Linked DNA regions of Rattus norvegicus: region 1 is linked to region 2. A link is a contact called in public Hi-C data. All regions are on one chromosome and are shown on one strand. The core of a region is the stretch at or near the end of the contact, and the rest is flanking DNA. Distances in the headings are between cores, read along the strand shown.

What was found. A called contact is a pair of places that touch in the nucleus more often than the background predicts.
Region 1: a contact with region 2 is called in a Hi-C map of Schwann cells, with 4 times the contacts expected there. The contact joins two enhancer-like sites. A contact is called at or near these places in 4 of 12 Hi-C or Micro-C datasets (the Rat2 cell line, Schwann cells, frontal cortex and 1 more).

What each region holds. Positions count from the first base shown.
Region 1 is chr2:235,049,236-235,055,841 of GRCr8, reverse strand. No RefSeq gene overlaps it. Among named protein-coding and RNA genes, the nearest start is that of Pkn2, 490 kb to the right of the region's middle. Within about 2 kb of position 3,706, at least 2 of the 93 cell types and tissues checked have an H3K27ac peak or open chromatin away from gene starts, as enhancers often do. A contact at or near this core is called in Schwann cells, where this site is marked.
Region 2 is chr2:234,928,996-234,935,614 of GRCr8, reverse strand. No RefSeq gene overlaps it. Among named protein-coding and RNA genes, the nearest start is that of Pkn2, 370 kb to the right of the region's middle. Within about 2 kb of position 4,269, at least 3 of the 93 cell types and tissues checked have an H3K27ac peak or open chromatin away from gene starts, as enhancers often do. A contact at or near this core is called in Schwann cells, where this site is marked.

The sequences.
Region 1 (6,606 bases), core at 2,457-4,956, 120 kb before region 2:
ACTTGGTTTGTTTCATTTAAAGGAACACATCCCAGAACAGTTAGTAGTTGAAAGATTAGTGGTGAAGAAATGCTTCCTACAAGAAAGACACACTTAGTAAAACAGAAGTGAGCCTGTCTCCTTCAAGGGATTCTGAGTGTAGAAAAGCCACAAATACCTACTTACTAAAGTTAGTCAGAGTCAAGTTTGATGAGCAAATCTTCTGCCCTAAATTGTAGGTACAGTCAATTTCATCAGAACCACAAAAGCAACAACCTCTCTTTCTGGGTTATAATTTTTCAGCAACATGTTTATTTCTGTCATTAATGTACAAGGTTTCTTCTTAAATAAAAACTGTATTTGTCAATCAAATATTCTTGCCATTTTCTGGTCAAATAACTGTAGTAAGTGACACACTAGAACTTGAAACGTGTTGACAGTTTAAACTGTAGTTAGGGATAATCTGTTGTAATAAAAAAAGTAATAATGAGAAGCCTTGAGATATGAAGAATACTGTGTGGTGGGCACAGCTAATCTCTAGATCACCTTCTTAGTAACTTCCCAGTTACAGGTCAGAGTTGCAGACCTCCATTTTCTTCTCTTCTGGAATAAACGTAGACAACATTCCCAGACCTTTCTTCTGCTTAAGGTTGAGTCATTGCAGTAAAGTCTGGCAGACAAAAAACTGTGGAAGTCACATGAGCAAGTTTAGGCTATCACATTCTTCCTCATCTCACAGACACTGAATGAACATAGAGGAGAACGAGGTTCTAGAAAATGGTAGAGCCATACGACAGAGCAGCCTATGCCCCAATGACCTCACAAAACCAAGGCAGTAAACAGCCGGGTGTGAGGGCTCGTGTCCATAACCACAACTCTCAAGAGGCTGAAACAGGGGGACAGAAAAGCTATCTTGCAACACCTTTCTCAACTCCCGACCAACTCCTGCCCTGCAAGACAGAAAAAGAAAACCTACTTTTTTATGTGCAGCCATTGAGAACAATATTAGCAAGTAGGTGTGCCACTAGGGGGCAGGCTTTCAGCTTTTCAAAGACTTGCACTGTTTAGTCTCTTCCTCTGCCTCATGCTTCCAGATCAAGTTTTAAGCTCTCAGCTACAGCTTCACCTCCAGGTATGCTCTCCTCCATGATGGTTGTGTACTCTAACCCTCTGAAGCTGTAAGTCACAAAGAAATCGAGAGCTTTTGGTGCTGCTGTTAGGAATTTGGCATTTGTCACTGGGCTCTGACAAGGAATTAGGCTCAGATAAGAATATTAGAAACAGTGAGCATAGGGTTTTGTTTACTATTTTACTTAATTTCTACCCCGTGGGATTCTTCTGCTTACTAATTTGCTTAATTACTCTCTTGTGTGATCTCCTTGTTTACTACTTCATTTGATCACTCTGTCTTTGATCTAAGAACTGACCATGGTTTTTGGATGCGCCTAGAATGATATAAAAGCAGACTGGGAAAAGAAAAGCTGCTTCAGCCTCAGCACTGGCTGAGGTCATGTTATAGTTTTGTTTAATTGTTTTATTTTTAACACTCACTCTCTCTCTTGAGACCAGGTTGACTGACTGAGCTAGCTTGTTCAAGATAGATAGATAGATAGATAGATAGATAGATAGATAGATAGATAGATAGGGGATGGATAGACAGACTAGACCATGGTGTCACTTCGTAGCAATGAGAAGGTAACTAAAACTAAAAATACTCTTCACCTGGAGTGAATTAATTCATTCAAAACCACTACTAATACTTTCTCCAAATGAGACCACATAAATTCTAGAGGTTTTGCGTCTTCTTTCATGATATTTATAATGGTGATGACTGGAAAGTCTCTGAGTTAAAAGTATGGATTGATAGAAAGATACGATGCATACAGTGCTAGAGCTATGCATAGAAGAGAACAATCTTACCTAGACTAAGAGCTCCCTAAAAGCCCCATAATGTTGGCTATAATTGAAGCAGGGGTCAATGGGATTAGATCACATAAAGATTGGAGCCGTGCACAGGGCTAAACAAACTTAAGGGCGTGCAGTGTTGCATGTGACAATTTGAGAGCCTCATCCCTCAGAACATTTACAGAATACTGAAATTACAACACATCAGGGGTCAAAACCCAGGTTCCATCAGACTGCTACTTCACAGAAATAGCCATTTGGTCCCACTTAAATGAATAGGCTCTCTTTAGAAAGAAAAATATCTTCACCCATAAGAGCGGATCCCAAGACCCGTCATTGATTCTCTGCTAAATGTAACACATTTGGCCAATTCATTGAGAGGCAGAGCAGCTCAACATCTTTCCTCCTCAGGTTTGGAAGAAACGTCTTTACCTTTCTGGCTATAAGGCAATTAGCTCTTTTTGTAGTTGTTGAGAATACCGAAAATATAGGTTTAAATAAAATCCAGGCTTATTGTCTGTCGAATTGCTCTATCTAGTGATACTGAAGACGAGGTACGCCATGTCTATCAAAGCTTTATTTATGGGACATTTATGTATACTGACTAGTGTGAGTACATACTCAACTGCTGTAACACAACGGGAAACTTCTTATTTGGGTGGGAGACATTAGCTTTCATGTCTGACAACATTCGCTTTGGACTAAAGGAAGCCTATTTTCCCCTTTCCATCCACTGTCTAAGGACAATGGTTTAGAGAAAGGACCTTGTAAGAACTCTGAGATAGAAAATTTCTGCACATCAGTTACATACATTGAAAGTGGGTGCTTAATAGTTTTTAAAACTCCCTGTGCCAAGAGCAGCTAGAAGTGGTCAAGACAGCAAATAAGGGAATGGTATACACCCTCACACGAGGCACATTTCTAGGCAATATACTGGATCTGGGCAAGACTAAACAGACAAACAAAGAAAGAAAGACAAAAGGAAGAAAGAAACAACTGTGCAGGCCACAGCCTCATTAGATGAATGCAGAACCTTTCATAAAACTTTAGGCTTTGTGGAAATTAGCAAAGAAGACAATAACACCCCAGGAGACAATCACAAGCATTGGAGACAATCTCCAAGCCACCCACAGTGTTTCTTATCTAAATCTCTGTTTTCACTTAAAATAGAAAAAGCCCAGCTTTCTCTGACTATATAATAAGGCTTAAGTAATATTGTGAATAATGAAAAAGTTTACAGTTCTGAAAAAAATAAAAGAGTGTTAAGGGCTTCCTAATCTGAATTAAAAATGTACTCAGACATCTCAGATGAATCTTGCCTACCCTGGGAGCTAAGCCTCCAAAGAAGTTACATTGAAGAAGACAGTGAAGGAGCCTGTTCGTTAAGTGCCTTCTTCTTCTAACAGTAGGTAATACGAAAAGAAAAAGGAAAAAAAATATATGATCAGATTTTAAACCAGGGCTAATTTCCACTGAACCACAAATGGAATAATAAACAAACAAACAAACAAACATATACATGCATGCATGCATACATATGTACATACATATACCCATACACACATACACATACAAATCTTGAACACGGTAGATTCTAGAAATCCCCAGGGTTTGTTGCCTCACTGCTCTGACTAAATGTGAAGTAAACATCCTGTGAGATTGAGAATGGCTGAGAGGGCACAGGAGGTGAAACCAAAATCTGGCTTATTGCTCAGAAAAGAAGGCAAACCCATATTGTCTGCGTTATAAAGACAGCTTGAAACAGAGCATGTAGGCAAAAGTTTTGTCAGCTCATGGCCAAGAGTTGAATCAGGGCATTCATTGGCTTAGTGGATACAGCATGAGATCATCAAGTCACTGAAAATCAAAACGCTTGGGTATAGAGGAGAATAGACTTTAGAGTCTCAAAGGTTAAAAAGGAACAGTATCAAATAAACTAGAATAAAACTCAGAGGTAGGCCTGGTGATACAGGTCAGTGGTACTGTTCTTGGCTAGCATGCTTGCAGTCTGAGACTGATCTTTAGTACTTCAAAAACAACCGATAAGTAAAGAAATAGAGACAAACAAATAAAGAGGAAAAATAAAAGGAAATACAAAGAATTTCAGATAGAAGGAAAAAAAGAGGAAAAAATTAAAATCAAAATCAATAAAATCAATTCAAAATAAATTATGAAGTGAAAATTATAAAGAACATTATTACAGAAATTAGTACAGAAAAGGAAGCTAAAAATAAATACCCTCAGGGAAAGCCAATTTCCTGAAAGTTTGAGGCAAACTTCAAAGTTATCAGGCTGACCACCCATGACATAAATGAAAAAGTATCAATTAGAAATAAATAATCTCTTCTTATAAGACAAAGCAAAGAGATATGAAAATGAACCAATAAGAACGTAGGAAATGAGATCTACCTTATGGGAAAGGATATCAGGGTGTAACAGATGCCAGGATGAGATCTGTTGAAGTAAAAAAATAAAAAAAAAAAAAAAAAAACTAAGGACTTCATTCACAAGGACAAGAATAGGGACAGAGAAAGAGTTTCTTGTTTGTCTCTGTATTTGTTCATTCTGGGTTTTGTTTGGTTTCAGTTTATTTATTTTTTCTTTTTTGTGCTCATAAGCAAAACACCATTATGAAACATGAAGAACTGACTGACACAATCAATTTATATCTGGTTTGTGCATAGAAAATGGAAAAAAGAGAATGGATTAATATATATATATATATATATATATATATATATATATATATATATATATATATATATAGAGAGAGAGAGAGAGAGAGAGAGATTGGAGAAATAATATTGAAATTTTTCCCAAAATGAAGCAATGAATGCTTAGACCTGGGTACTATTATGATTATTTCCTCAGACAAATGAAGATAAATCTATAAAGGAGGTGTTTAATGAAATTAAAATCATTAAAGGTGTAAGGGGGAGATGAAATCTTAAAACTGTAAAAATATCTTTATCGTCCAGATGTAATTGTTGCTTTTATTCCCCCAGATGAAGTGATGGAATGAGAGCCATTCCCAAGCTGTGCAAATACATGGTGGGCTGAGCCCAGAGTGGTGCTGTCTCTGTTCTAGCTATCTCTAGGCCTCTGTGCAATCTATTCTCCCATGCTGATTGATTCAAACTGGCTTCTCTCATCTTCTGACTCAATTGCTCTGCTTGGCTTCAAGCTAACTGGTGATAAACTCTAATCTGGCTCCTTCTCATTCCGTATTCCCCTGTGCCTAGCTTGTTCTCTCTCTGCAACCTGCCTTTGTCAAACTGTCCCAGTAAAAACTGCCTCTCCCCACCCCTCTCCTACGCCCACACCTGTGCTGTTCCTAAATAGCCTCTCGTTCCTGTGTGTTCTTGTGTGACTGGGGCATACCAGGTCTCTGACTTGTTCTGTCCAATTTTTCTCTGATTTGTCACTTTGTCTCCCATTCAATTAGCTATCACTTTCAAGCATGGTTGCTTTTTACTAGACCCTAACCTTAACTGCATTGTTTGGGATAAAAGGTGTGTACTGAGGGGATGTCTATATTTCAGTCAGATAATACTGTAATCCATGGCATATCTGCATTTCAGCCAGATCACATAGATCTAGAAGGCCTTTGGATGTGATCTCTTGCCAAACCAGTAATGTTGTTGGATCGAGATCTCTGTATGCAAAGCTAATAGAACAAGAAGAAAGGGATTACACAGCAGCGTCTCTGACACTACCTTCTCATTGTCAGACAATGAGCGGGACTCAGAAGTTCTCAGGAGAGGCGACAATCAATAGCAGTTGTTACCCAGTTAAACTATTCCCTTGGAGACAGAGAAAATAGAATTCTAAGGCACTTTTTTGCTAAGAGGACTGTTAAAGAAGACACTTCAAGAAAATAATAAACGTGGACTGGAGGAAGTTGTGGAATTAAGGAACACGGGTGGGAAATGGATTGAGGAACTGAATCAATGAATGTAAACAGTGATGCCCAGGAAGTGGAATGCACACATGACATGTTCAAAGTAAAACAAATCAGAACCTACTTAAACAATAATGACTGTTTATTTGGCTAATTAAGCCATGTTGACAGTGGTACGCTTGAGTTACGTCAAAGACCTCAGCTTTAATTTAGGACCTTTGCAAACCAGTTATCAAAAGCAGCCATTATTCTAAAACTGGAGTGTATGAACCTGTAATCAACTAAAAGCAACTTCAAAAGGAAAGTAACAAAGTCTAAGACTTTCCGATTATATTGGTACGTTGAACTATTTCCGAAGCCCAGTTCTTCAAGTCAATCTACATCATTTGCATTACTTAAAGTAACATGCTATTGGGTTCCCTAACCTATGGTCATTGACATCACATTTGATGCTGAGACCCAACCACAGTGAAGACAATATACAACCGGAAAAAGTAATAATATCTACTGCAAATCCAGATTCCTTTCCTCTTCCAGAGAGCTGGTAGCTCTCATTCACCCACACACCACTAGCTAGGGTTTTTGTTTTGTTCTTTGCTTGTTTACATGTTTGTTTTGTTGGTGGTCGCTTTTTTTCTGTTTTTAAGAGAAACCTAGAAATACCAAATAATTCGAAGCTTCCCAAATTAAGTTCAGAAGCCAGAAGCAATAAAAAGAGAAAGAAGAGAGAGAGAGAGAGAAAGAGTTTGGGGGAAAAGGAAGAAAATACAAAAGGCAAATGTAGAATAGATAACAAAACCATGATCAATCTACAATGGGAG
Region 2 (6,619 bases), core at 3,020-5,519:
GCATGTGTGCTGTGTGTGTGAGGGGGAGAGGAGGGAGGGAGGGAGGGAGGGAGGGAGGCAGGGAGGGAGGGAGGGAGGGAGGGAGGGAAGGGGAGTAAACCTATGGTCAACCTCAGGTATAATTCCTCAAGTATCATTCACCTTGTGTTTTTTGAGACAAGGTCTCTCATTGCTCCCAACCCTGTGGAGCCTCCTGTCTCTGCCTCCCAGGTCTGGACTCACAAGCACAACATACCCCTTGCTTTGTTTGTGGGTGCTGGGGATTGAACTCAGAACTTCATACAGTAAAGTGTGACTCACTTTACTGACTGAGCAGTCTCCAAAGCCCCAAGAGTTACGCTATAGCCATGGTCAGAGGTGGCATGTTATAGTTCCTTTCAAGAATTCTTGGCTTGCATTACTAACTATGCTAAATTCTTATGTTTTTCACATAGTAGAACAGTCCTTCTATCATCACTAGAGGAAAAGAGAGATAGTTTACTTGATTGACTAAATTTTACATCTTTCTTGTTGGCCAAGTAACACCCATTCTAAAGCCAAAGTCCTCTCTACAAGATTCTTTTAGTCCATATAATACTGCCACCCTCTTTAATCCTCTTCTCACCTCTTTTCTTAATCAATCTGACCAAAGGGAAGATATAAATAAAGTCTTATATGCAAGATTGAGAGCCAAAAGTGATTTAATATACTAATAAGACTTTAAGAAGGTGTCAACAGGAGTTCTATCTTTTGTTCTGAAAGGGATGAGAGCCACCACAATTCATTGCACTGAACCTACTGACCAATGTTTTCTCCTCTTGGCAGAGGCTCTGTTGCTCTATTAAACAGGACCCTCCTAGATTGTCCAGTTCCTGCTCTACCAACACCATATACATAGTTGTCTACTCACTATCATAAATCCGTGTGTGTCTTGCCTGCTGAAGCATCCCTGCTGGACTTATACTCAGACATACTCCATCAATACCTTTCCAATTTGTTCCCGGAGTGCCTGATTATGCCACTGTTCTCATTCATTCCCCCGTCGTCTCCAGGATGTACATTACCACATCTTCTCTGTAAGTTGTCTACCTGCTCACTCCATAAGCATACAAGGCTTGCAAAGGCACATGCTCTCAATTCTACCATCCCAGCCTTTGAGGAAACTCACCAGGCCTAATCTTAGCAGAGTCTAATGAGCTGTGAGGATTTCAAGAGGGAGTGAAACACTGTTTGAAGGATCATGAAAGCATTCAGGAAGTATTCCTTCAGTCTGTTAGGGCTTATTTTATACTGTTCTCCCTTGTGCTTGCTCAGAAGAAAAGAATGATTAGGCCAATGGAAACAGCCATGCTTGGGCAAGAGCTTGCGTTCTCCAACACGTTCATGTTTAGATTTCAGTTTGATTTGTCTCAGATTGACAGTGTAACATGGATGGATATTCCCACTTAAATATCTTTACCACAAAAATCTTGTAAGGCCTTTTTTATATATTCTTTTCTTTTAATACAACCATGCTTTACGTCTTAGAGCAACCAAAGGTCAAAATGTTTGTACATTCATGAGGCAATCACAGATTTGGTATTCAGAGCGGAGTAACACAAAGTTGTACCTATTTTTGAACAATTGCATTATTTTAAAAATATTTGGAATGCTTTATGTAGTTATTATATTATATTGTTTTATTTCTTCATAGCACTGGAGACCACATCCAAGGCTCTGGGCATACTAGATAAGTGTTATCCCACTGATTAGAACCCCAGCCCCAATTCATATATTTGTATTGTAAAAATAATTTATTTTTACCTTAAATTATGCATATTCATGTAGCATGGGGGTATAATCAGTGGAATTATAACCACTAAATTTTTATTTATTTATTTATTTATTTATTTATTTATTAGTTTCGTGACATGCATGCTGGGAATTGAACTTAGGTCCTCTGAAAGAGCAGCAAGTGCTCTTAACTCTCCAGCCCCTTGATTGTTTATGAGCAGCTTTACACGTTTAATATTGAGACAAGTAAACAGGTTCAAGTTCAGTACCCCAGTGGTAACACACACACACACACACACACACACACACACACACACACACACACACACACTTCCTTTCCTCTCTTCGCACTGGGAAGTTTTGTCCCATTACTCCTCATTGCCGGAATCCAGCGAGGCTCTGATGGCAGGACAGAGAGTGAGCTACCAGTAAAATTATTTCTTCTGTACCACTTCACAAATGCATATAATTTATACAAGTCTAAGACTTCCCTCCAAATCTTTAGAGAATTGGGATCCATTGCCTATGATGGATAGATGAATTGTTATGCTTAGGAATCCACGTATACTGAAGAACAACCACTGTAATTATGTGTAAGCATGGGTAATTACACAGTGCCCAGCTCCTGAGTCTTCCCTTGTCTCTAAAATTCTTCAATAGAGACTAGTGTCCTATCCCCCGCTTAGCCTCATTGCTTTCTCCCTTCACACACACTATTCAGTTAAGGAAAAAAAAGACACCAAGTTTCTTGGGTTTGTATTTGAGAACAATAAAGAAGAAATGACAATGAGGAGGAGAAGAAAAGAAAGGACGGGAGGAGGAGAAGGAGGAAGTAAAAGGAAGAAGAAAAAGAAGAGGAGGAGAAGGAAGAAGAGCTGAGAGAGGAAGAGGAAGAAGGTGTTACCAAGAAGATAGTGATAGGAAACAGTAATAAAGGCAGGTGCCTTAACCTTGTGACATTTAAACTAGGAATGCTGAAAATGAGGTGTTGGGATAAAGTTACTGTAAATAAGATTTTTGCCTCTAAAGGAGACTCTCCCACAAACCCCTTTTACTTTTTGATTTGCTCTCTGCAGCCCCCATTTCAATGAAATTCAATCAGTTCCATTAGCATTTCTAAATATGGGAGTCCCTCCACACAGCTGCCTTGTCTTTTCCTTCAACTGACACGCAGTGCAGCTTCTCTTCCAAAGGGAGAACCTCCCTGTGGCTACCCATTTCTTTCAGCTTGGCACTAATAATTTTCAATGGTGGAGCCAATCCTCAAGAAACAGGATATGTGATCTCATTTGATCTCATTTGAAAGGAACTGTAAATACCCAGTAAGGGTGGAAACAATGGCTCACTGGCATAATAAATAAATAAATAAATAAATAAATAAATAAATAAATAAATAAATAAATAAATAAATAAGGAGGGGAAAAGACAAGACAAAGAAATATCATTTAATAAACTACTCTTGATCCCCAGAACTTAGATATCCTCATTATCAAGGGTATTTACTGCATTCCCTTTGGAAAAAAAAACAAAAACAAAAACAAAAACAAAAACCCCGGCACTGTCTCGGTCTCCCTTTACCTGCCTCAGAAATAGAGAACGAAACATTTCATCTTTTTAATCTTTTAGGTCTACATGGAGAATGCTCTGTGTGGCTCAAATCACAACATGACCAACCTTGTTTAAAACACAACTGCTCCATAGAGATAATACTTGGAGAAAAAGGCAAAGGTTTACAAATTAATCTTTTGTTCACTGACTTACAAGACCATCTCGTGTGATGCCGAGTTAAAATTTTCTGCCTGTAATTCAATTGTAAAGCCAATCATGTACAGTTAGGAGCTAAAAAAATACCTGCTGCTGTTTACAATGGGAAATTCTGCCATCGGCTCTCTGAAAAGGGCAAGCACCATTTTGCCCTGACCAACACAGATGTCAGCTGTCTTTCCATGATGGTGCCATCCAACAGGAGCTTTTAGGACTGTAGGACGAAGTCATCACAGTGTTCTAGTCCTAACCCGGTGAACTTGTCTACGTAGAGATCAGAAGGTGAAGCAACACTGGATTTAAGGAAAACAGACCTTTGTAATCACATCTGCACAATTGAATCAAACTTTTGCTTCTAGTAGATGTCAAATTGAATTAAAACTTCAATTTATAGCAAGCTGACCATAAGCTTTTCCCTGTGGAATCTACTAGGAGTAGCTGGGTTGAGTGCCACTTGGAAATAGAGGCAACCAGAGCTTTCATTCCTGACAGATTCTTAGTGTTTCATATGCATTTACTGGGGCATCACCCTGATAAAATTAGCAAGTCCCTGCATAGGTGTGGCAAAGCCACTTCCCATGTTACCACCAACCACAGCAGTTTTCTTCACCAAATGCACTATAGACCTGGAGTGACTGTCCCCACAAGGAAATGACAAGTGAAATGACACATGATGAACAGTGCTATTCTAGAACTTGGTGACATGGAAGTGCCTCCTAAAGGAATTTCCAAATTCATGCTTGTAGGGCACAGTGAGTCACAAGTGTCAAACTGCCAGTGACATGCACTTGTAGAGGAACATTTTTTCAGAAACTGTCAGCCCTGCAACGATGAGTCAGTTAACTTTCCAACCTTCTTGGTATGTAGATAAAAACTGTGTTTATATTCATCCATGTTCTAGGATGCTGACTGGCAGTAACATTACAAAGAAATACATAGAATTCATTTCATAAGCACGGGGCACTCTTTCCAACTGGGTAAAAGACAATAGCATTGCCCCAAGCTCTCAGCCTAAGGAGGCCACATAGTTGTTACTAATGTTTGTAGGGAATACACAGCTCCTAATAGAAATTGCTCAAACCAACCTTCTTGGATTCTGATCATGGTAGATTCTCATATTACAGCTGTAAACATATGATTTTAGACAATTTCATTGAGTAATGAACTTTTCCTGAAAAACTCTAGTCTTCAAAAGTCTGTCATTCTAACGCCCTTCTGGGCAGTCTCTTAGAATCTGTGACCCTTAAACTGTCAACTTGACAATCTAGAATTACCCGAGAATTTCTCAACAAGGAATTGTCTAAACCAAGGTCTCCTATGGACAATTCTTTCAGAGATTATTGATGACACAAATTAATGTGGGCAGACCCAATCTACTATGGGCTGCATCATTCCCTAGGTTAGGAGTCCTGGGCCATATGAATAAAGAAACTCAGCTAAGAATCACTAGAAGCACCTTGCACTCATCTCTCTATTCTTGACTATAGATGATATTCTCCTTGATTTCCTTGCTATGATGGACCAAAACCTGGAATTGTGTACTAAATACACTTTTCTTCTCCTAAACTGCTTTGTGTCAGGATATTTTAGCACAGCAACAGACACAAAACTAGGGCAGAGGTGAAACAAATGTGTTTATGTGCCCATATGCTCCCGTCATGAAGGGATACAGGTAAGCAAGACCAATAATGCCAACGGTCTTTATCACTTCTTGCCTTATGTGAATCTCCTTATATGAATCTCTCTACATCGATCTCTAATGTATACAGCAGCCCTATGTTGAAGACATCATTAATCACCCATTTTACAGTTAAGAAAACTGAGATGTGAAGAGGCAAAGTCGGGGGAGCCTTTGCCTTTGACATACTGCTGTCAAGAGTTACAGAAGACTAGTGTTCAAATCTGTTTCATCCCTAATCCTGCAGGTTTAACACACTTCACTCTTTTTACATAATGTATGTTTTAGCACTGTAGAGGGAGTGAGCCAATCATTGCCAAATTTCTGGATGATTTTATGACTTACATGAACCTGGCCTTGTGAATAGCAAAGACTGGCTGAGCTCTTAGCAATGGGGGAAGTGCACTAAACACCACATTGTGTAATATGACAGCCACTCATCTCACATAGACACTGAGTACTTGGTATGTGACAATGTACCTGAAAAAAAAAAGCATTTATTTCTAGTTAATTTAAATTAACATAGGTCCAAATAGCGACCTCTGATAAGTGGCTAGTATATTGCACACATTATATCTACAAGGGAAGACATAATAATCATTGTATACCAGAATAGCACCAAGCTCTATACAGATCAGAGTGAACATGATAGATGTCAGTTTCTTACCAAAAGGGAGAACGGGAATGTATCATCAGGGAACCATGCAAAGTAGAAAGTTTCTTACAACAAACGGGGTCATACTCTATTATGACAAGCACTGCTGAGAAGAGAGAAGGCAATAACAATGAAGGAAGAAAACTGAGAGCTACGGAGCTGGTACCTAGACACTGTTGCCTTTTGGTGGACTAGAAGTTAGAAGGAATGGCTTTCAAAAATTGGGGGCTGGGGTTAGAGCTGAGTAGTGAGTCCTTGGGTTGGACATCTACGTCAACACTTCCTACTTCCTCATGCACACACAAGAGCGCATATACATACATACATACATACATACATACATACATACATACATACATACATACAAGAATAAATACGGTTGGATGGGGAGGGCTCACTGGGTCAAATGGATGTTATCCAGTAAGACTTGAGTTCAGATGCCCGGCATCCATACAAAAGCCGCACACACTGAGGAGCATCTGTAAGACCCAGGACTCAGGGACAGTAAGCAGGGACTGGCAAATTCCCAACACTTACCTCCCAGCCAATCTAATTGGTGAGCTCTGGATTCAGTCAGCAGGCTTACCTCCAAAAATATGCTGGGGATGTAGAGGAAGACAGCGTTGATATGAGAAGCAAGAGAGTAAAGATGACCTTTGTGAGCCTCGCTTCTGAGAATCATTGTTAAAAAGGTAAGAAGTGAGGCTCATACCACCAGGGCTATGACAGACGACACTAGACATCGGGTGTACTGCGCCTTTGGAAGTCAT